Regions from separate parts of the Mus musculus genome. Here region 2 is linked to region 1. Evidence: chromatin contacts called from public Hi-C data. All regions are on one chromosome and are shown on one strand. Each heading gives the region's core, a stretch centred on a gene start, on an enhancer-like site or on the middle of the called end of the contact. The rest is flanking DNA. Distances are from core to core; before and after follow the strand shown.

Region 1 (3,881 bases), core at 829-3,328:
GCTATTTACTCTTACCAGAATATTTTTGCTGTCTCCACATCCCCAAACTGGACAGTTCTTGTGGTGTTTTAAATGAGACGTTCCCTGTAGTCTTAGACATTTGAATACTTGAGCCCCTCATTGGTAGTGCTGTTTAGGGAGGCTTAGAAGGCCATGTTGGAGAGGTTTGTCACCGGAAGCCAGCTAGAGCTTACAGACGTGTGCCATTTCGAGTTTGTTCTCTCCTCTCTGTCTTTGCAGTTCAGGATGCAGGCACTCAGCTTCTGCTTCACCTTCCGTGCCTGCAGCTTGCAGCCATCTTCCCTGTCATGGAAAGACCCTTACCCCTTTGAAACCACAGACCCAAATCCACTTATCCTCTATGTAAGTTGTCTTAGACACAATGTCTTATCACAGCAATAGAAAGTAACAATAATATCCCTGATCTCCCTTGGGCATCACTGTAGATTTTCTATCTTCTGGGGAGCCAACCACAAAGTATAGACGAGATCTTCTGTTGTTCATGTCAACTGTAATCTCCTCTGCTCACTCCTAGAACAGCAGACATCAGGCAGGAAGAAAGGCATGCATGAGAAGCCCTCTGCAGACTTCTGCCTCCCAGACTCCATTTGGGACATGTGTCTATCTGGTCAGCATCCTCCAGCACAAATTCCACAGTCGGGGGTTAACAAACCTCTTGTAATGTAGATAGCAGCATCAAAGAGGAAGTCCTCCTTATAACCCAAGGAAGACTGGCTAAGCCAGAGATGAAAACTTGGCTTACAGGAGGACAAGATAAGAAAGAAAAAGAACAACTGTCCCGTTAACAATGACACATGTATTTCTGACCCCACAAAGTGCAGCCCTCGAACAGAAGTTCTAAGGCTTTCACTGCAGAGCCTGTCTGCTTGGTTTTCTTCTCAGGAAGCCTAATGCTTCTGTTTCCTCGTCTTGGTGTCACCCTCTAGACTGTGGTGAAGACTGCCAACTTGCCTCTCCTGTCACCCAGGACACCCCAGTAAGCTGCTCCACGTTCCCTCCTGGATCTGTTTAGAATACTCTGTCTCTCTGTATGTCTGTGTGTGTGTGTGTGGGTGTGTGTGTGTGACATGAGTGAAAGTGAACATGCCCTAGGAGGCCACAAAAGGATGCCAGATTCCCTGGAGCTGGAAATACAGGCACTTGCAAGCCTTACACCTCACATGGCTGCTAAGAACCAAACTCAGGTCCTCTGGAAAAGCAGTAAGTACTCTTCACCTCTGAGACGCCTCTCTACTTCCCCACTGCCTTAGTCAGGGTTTCTATTCCTGCACAAACATCATGACCATGAAGCAAGTTGGGGAGGAATGGGTTTATTTAACTTACACTTCCACACTGCTGTTCATCACCAAAGGAAGTCAGGACTGGAACTCAAGCAGGAGCTGATGCAGAGGCCATGGAGGGATGTTCTTTACTGGCTTGCTTCCCCTGGCTTGCTCAGCCTGCTCTCTTATAAACCCAAGACTACCAGCCCAGAGATGGTCCCACCCACAAGGGGCCTTTCCCCCTTGATCACTAATTGAGAAAATGCCTTACAGCTGGATCTCATGGAGGCACTTCCCCAACTGAAGCTCCTTTCTCTGTGATAACTCCAGCCTGTGTCAAGTTGATACACAAAACCAGCCAGTACACCCACCACGTCCATACCCCACCCCATGTCCATTTCCAAAGTTCTTTATAAGACCAGGAACTGACAAAGGGGGCTGTGTCCTCCAGCAACACTACCACATGCCTACCTCAGTCCTCCAGTAACTTAGTGGTCCTTGTATGGTCTTTCTTTTGAGCTCTAGTCTGTCAGTATCGTCCGTGGTGTACAGCAGCACCTACAGTGTCTGTCTTCTACCTCTCAGCTGTTTCCTCGTCCTCGGGGAACAGGGGAGTTGTTTTGTCACACAGGAAAGCATCCTGTGCCCGCTAGGCGCCCCCGTCCCTGCGCTGTGAGCACGAGAAATGGCTGGGCATGGATTCCGCCCATGCTTCGCTTGGCAGCATCGGCTTGAGGCCGCTGCTTCCCCAGCTCCGGATGAGCTTGCCTGCTGCTGCTCTGAAAAAGCCCAGGAGCCTCGCTGTGGTCTTCAGGCAAGCTGCCAACCACAGAGTACCGCAGGCAGGGCTGATCTGGGTCAGTGAGTCCTAGCTTTTGACTCCATGCGCACAGGCCCTTTAAACAGGAAGACACAGCATCCGCCTCTCAGAAAACCGAAGGTCGCAGATGATCAAAACACACAGTGTCAACAAGAGCAGTTTAATGAGCGGGGCTTCATCGGCTTGGAAATGGATTGGCCACTTCGGTTTGTAAATAAACAAATAGAGCAGGCCATGTTTGGGTTTTTCTAAGGAGAGATGAAGGAGATGGGAGCGGGGGAGGGCGGGGGGAGCACTGAGCTTTACGATGTCCTAGAATGGGTATTTGGGGAAGAGGGCTGGGTAAACAACCATGAAATGTGGAGATTTCCCTTCTTCCCGCCAGGCTCTGCAGGCTGCAAGACACCCGTCAGAGTGAATGAGTGACTCCATAAACCCGGCCTCTGTGGCTAAACAGCTGGGGCAAAGCATTCTGAAACTCCTCAGAGCCCGGCAGGCTTCCCCTAAAATATTTACAGGAAGCAGCAACGTGGCAAGCCCGGGCTTGGAAAATTTGGATGAAGGCTAAGAAAGAAGCTACAAAGGGGCCAGCTGGATCACGTCTAGTAAATCTCACGGTGGCCCAGAATTTCCTTTTTTTTTTTTTTTTGAGACAGGGTTTCTCTGTGTAGTCCTGGCTGTCCTGGAACTCACTTTGTAGACCAGGCTGGCCTCGAACTCAGAAATCCGCCTGCCTCTGCCTCCCGAGTGCTGGCGTGTGCCACCATGCCCGGCTAGAATTTCCTTTCTTTATCTGCAACGAGCAACAAGGGGTAGACAGTGAGGAGGTGAGACACCTGGCCACTGGCAGAGTGGAAAACAGCTGGGATTGTGTTCCAAATGCTGCTCCAGTCTACAGCCCTCCCCCGGGGCAGAAGCTGGCCTTCAGAAAGCTCTCCAGGAAAACCTGCCCTAGCATCTCACGTGTCTAAAAGTGTCTCTAAATCAAAGGCATACAATGAGACTCAGCCGAAGGAAATTATTCTGATCCCTGGGGAGAGACCACTTTCAGGCCCGCAGAGGGAAGCAGGGGAGCTGAGAGGAGCTTTGGGGCTGTTTGCACCCTCCTCCGGACATCAATGGCATAGTGATGGTTTGAAGTTCCCCAACTGCCCTTTCACAGATAAGTGAGGTTCAGCGCCCAGAGGCTGGGGCAGCTTCAGAGGTTTGTGTTGTTTGTATTGAAATGTTTCCTTTGGTCTCTATTAGAACGGGAGGTCCATATAATTCCTGGCATGGTGTGAGGAGCAGGTGGGAATCCTGCTGAGGCCTCTTCCAGGCAGATGGAGTGACTGGGTCCTGGATGAGCTGTGGGTCTCAGAGCCTTTCATGGAAGCCCCTAAACGTTCTTGGGCTCTTCACACATTGGGGATACTCACAGCAATCAACTGAAATACAATCGCTGGTGTGCAAGACATACAGATCCTAGTTGTGCCTGGGAGAGTCTGATGTGAGTCTACTGTGGGATGTTCGATGTTTGAAGAAGCGTCAGAGTTTGGTGTAATACAGGCCTGGACCAATGAAGGCCTAGAAAAGGCCAACCCTTTGGCTTCTTACTAGACAGTGTTTTCCAAGTTCCATGCAACTAGGTAAGAGACGCCTCATGTTTTCTGGTGTTGTGTAGCAGGGTCCACACACCGCCCCCATATTGAAACATTTTATCCTTCAGGGAAGCTCCCTAACATAGCAAGTTAAACAATTCAACATAGTCTCAGGAAGTCCCTGAAACTGACACGATT
Region 2 (3,881 bases), core at 392-2,891, 130 kb before region 1:
AGGGAGAGAAAGTGTACCAGAGGAGGAAGTCACAGAGCTTGGTGAGAACTTTAAGGTCCACTGATCACCTGCAGTGGCTGTCACTCAGTTCTGAGGCTGATAAAAATAGCCAGACCCCATACAATTCACTGTCACCAAATGTGGCTGGCAACCAAACCATAAAATTCCACACCCAGTTTCATGAGGTGAAATGTCCCCTAACTTGCTAATTAGAGTAGATCAGAGAGAAAGGCTGCTCTTGAACAGCGACCTCGTGGTAATTTCTCCTGTTGTCCAGGATAGCCTAAGGCAGGACTGATTTTGTTGAATGAATGAATGAATGAATGAATGAATTTTGAATGGCATCATGTCATTTTCTGGACTGTCATAACTAGGAACATTAGAGCCAAACCAAAAGGTTTTCCTGACCTTATCCAAACTGGAGGCCCTCCTTTGCTACAGAGGGTATCTACCTTTGCTGTACAATTAGACGTGTACCTGCTGCTGTGACAGTGTCTCTCTGTGTGTGACGCTTTGACCCAAGGAGACTACAGAATTGTCTGATCAGTCCCAGAAAGTGCTAGGAGTGAAGCACCTGTCATCTGCCTTGCCCCTTATGTGTGCAGAATGAGAAGACACGAAGGAAGGTCAATGTCCTGCCTGAGGTCACTGTGCTTGTCCGGCTCAGCCACCCTGAAGCCTGCTTCCTAACGTGTGCTGGCCCCGAGCCATCCCATGGTTCTTTTTGCTCTCTTTGGCACTTAATGCCATTTGCGGGCTCTGGTCATTTACGCATTTCCGTTTCCTGGTATCTGATTCTCTTTTAGTGCCCACGAAGAACATTTCCACTGTGGCAATTACTCCATCATCCTCTCCAAGCAGGAAGGTTTGAAAGGAGGGCTGCTATTTTTCCATGAGTGCAATTATTTATGTGCACAAATAACTGTGCACATAATTGGCTAATGGAAAGTGCAATCGGCCACATGTGGGCATAATTAGCCACTTGCCCCTCGTTCTGAGGGTGTAATTATCAAAGCGGGCAATTTTATATCTGCGGATAATTGTACATGCAAGAGAGAGTCGGCTAGGAAATTCAGTCCTTAATTACGTTTCATGTCCTTGTTACCGGAGAAGCAACACAAAGTAAAGGTAACATTCACGTTTGGGATGAGCCATCCGCTCTAGCAGTGCAGAAGATGTAGTGTTCCTACCTAAGCAGGGATGGGCCTGGATCTCATGGATGAAGCTACACAGTCCTTGCCAGAAAAGCCCCAGCATCCAATTACCCTGGCGGCCTCAGTGAAGGCCTCCTAGTGGTCAGCCATCTGCCTTGGCAGACAGGAAGCCTCCGTTTCGCTCTTTCCCTGTCTCGGGTATCATCTTTTGCCTTCTCTGTTTTAACATTTCCCCCTGCTTTGAGGTTTTATAATCTGAGAAACTCCTGTCAGCTTAGACCGGTAAGTGATTTGTTCGCTGCTGGGAGTGGGTCATTTAAAAAGCTTAACAATGTCTTTAGTCATCCGTCCAGGCACGCACAGAATAATGAAGTGAGAATGCGCGCGTGTCTCTGTGGTTCTTCTAAGACCTCAGATGGCAGAGCTTCCTCAGTCTCTGCTGTGCCCCCTGCATTCTGGTTTAAACAGCTCTGCCGAACCCTTCCCACTCTCCCACTCAATCACACAAAAATACACTCGCTAGCAGCAGAACCTAAAAATACATGTCACATGCAGGCACAACGGAGGGTTTAAAAAAAAAAACATGAATTGACTCTTTAGGAATATGCAGGCTGAATGCAATTTTAAAAAAAGAAACTAAACATCTCTGATTACACGCTGCTTCTCCATCAGACTGGTGTCTTCTGGACGGGGCGGTGTACCGATGTGGTTGGGGAGGGGTCTTCTAATGTTACAAAGACCCATGTGCAATGCTGTGGAACGGTAGATAAGTTGCTTAAACATTTGGTTGGGTTTCTTCATGTAAACAAATGCAAGCAGAGCCCTGAGCCCAATACTCAGGTTCCTTGTAAAGGCTCTGGTAATGAAATCTATATCACAAGTATTATGAGTGTCCTTCATCTCTAGTGTACCCTGTCTCTACCAGGCCCATGACACTATGCATATGTGTGTAGTGCACAGGCTTCATTTTATTTACCAAATGGACAGGAATGTGGGCTTACACATCTCTGAAGGGCACATAGCCTCATGCCTGTAAGAGGTGCCTCCAGAGCAAGTGATGCCTAATAGTCGACCGTCACACAGCACCACGTGGCAGCGTATTAGCATGTACTGAGCTCAAGGCCAAGGTCCTACTTGCTTTTATGGTTTCTGGACCTGAATGCAGTCTTCTATTCTTTACTATTCCCTCTGGGACCACCCTCACAAATGTAGTTGGGGATCTCAAATCTCTGTTTCTATTTCCTTAGCTTGAGGACCACTGACGCTCTGTCTTTCCTCAATGGAAAGTCTCACGATCAGAATTTTCATTGACTTTGCTGATTCATCTTTCTGACCTTGCCAAAGACCTGTGCCTATTTCGTGCCCACACTACTTTGCGCCACTTCATGTTGATAACTTGAAACTGGTTGTAGTTAAAATATTTATAGCATAGAAGCAAGCAAATGAAACATAGCAGGGCACCTCCTCCAGAAAAGTCAGTTGTTAGACATTTTCCTGAGGACTGTTATATATATACATGTTTATATTTATCTCAGACCTACCCCGCCCCCATCCCTTCACACAAGTGTTCTTCACCAGTTCTCCCTGGCTTCATTTACCTTCCTATTTATATCATAACGGCTTTTTTCAATAACACAGTGACTTGGTCTGTTTTGTGCTGCTATGCCAGATACCTGAGTTGAGTAACTCTTGAAGAATGGAGACTTATTTCACGGAGGATACAGCGTCTAGCTGAATACAGAGGGTGTACCAGCTAGATGTTGTTTGGGGGTTGGTTTGGTTTTTTTCAACTTGACACAAACTAGAGTCATCTAGGGAGACAAGGTTTGCTTCCATTCGATTGCCTATGGTCAGGTCTGTGGTGTGTTTTCTTGATGAATGGTTGATGTAGGAGGGCCCAGCCCAATATGAATTGTACCACTCCTGAGCAGGCGGTCTTGGGTATAAGAAGGCAGGCTGAGCAGCCAGGAGGAAACAGATCAGTAAGCAGCACTCTTACCCGTGCCATGGCTTCTGTTTCAGTTCTTGCCTCCGGTTCCTGCCTTGAGTTCCTGATTCTGATACTTATGTATCTGGTAAGGTCTCAGATACACAGTATCGACAACACAAATGATAAAAGCTTCCTTATTTAACCTCTACACCCTATCCGTACCAGGCACATGGACTGCAACTGTGAACAGAAACAAAAGACCATTCTTTTTAGGTGCCTCTATGGCAATGAACCTACCCTGGAGAACCTGAGTGACTTACACGCCCATTAAAGGTCTCAACTCTCCACACCGCTGTATTGGGGGCTGCCATGGTTTGTATATGCTTAGCCAGGGAGTGGCACTATTAGAAGGTGTGGCCCTGTTTAAGTAGCCTTGTTAGAGTAGGTGTGTCACTGTGGGCGTGGGCTTTAAGACACTTATCCCAGATGCCTGGAAGCTAGTATTTCTGCTAGCAAGCCTTCAGATAAAGATGTAGAACTCTCAGCCCCTCCTGCAGTGTGTCTGCCTGGATGCTGCCCTGCTCCCACCTTGATGATAAGGGACTGTAAACCTCTGAACCTGTAAGCCATCCCCAATCACATGCTGACCTTTTTTTTTTTTTTTTTTTTAATTTACTAAACCTGATAGTGCTCATCTCACAAAGAATCCAATCATAAATATTACCTTGTTGAAATTTAAAAAAACCTATGGTGGTGTGCTTACCATTGCAGAAATATATTCCAAGAATGGCTCTAAC

The links. Hi-C and Micro-C count contacts between places; a contact is called where the count stands out from the background.
Region 2: a contact with region 1 is called in a Hi-C map of nephron progenitors, with 2.3 times the contacts expected there. The contact joins two enhancer-like sites. A contact is called at or near these places in 5 of 484 Hi-C or Micro-C datasets (Sertoli cells, nephron progenitors, pancreatic cancer cells and 1 more).

What each region holds. Positions count from the first base shown.
Region 1 is chr19:57,410,203-57,414,083 of GRCm38.p6, reverse strand. Gm41874 (a long non-coding RNA gene) reads right to left here. Exons shown (of 3, transcript XR_877961.2): 3 at 2,812-2,896. Among named protein-coding and RNA genes, the nearest start is that of Gm41874, 7.7 kb to the right of the region's middle. Within about 2 kb of position 2,078, at least 158 of the 459 cell types and tissues checked have an H3K27ac peak or open chromatin away from gene starts, as enhancers often do. A contact at or near this core is called in nephron progenitors, where this site is marked.
Region 2 is chr19:57,541,496-57,545,376 of GRCm38.p6, reverse strand. No RefSeq gene overlaps it. Among named protein-coding and RNA genes, the nearest start is that of Gm32932, 21 kb to the right of the region's middle. Within about 2 kb of position 1,641, at least 37 of the 459 cell types and tissues checked have an H3K27ac peak or open chromatin away from gene starts, as enhancers often do. A contact at or near this core is called in nephron progenitors, where this site is marked.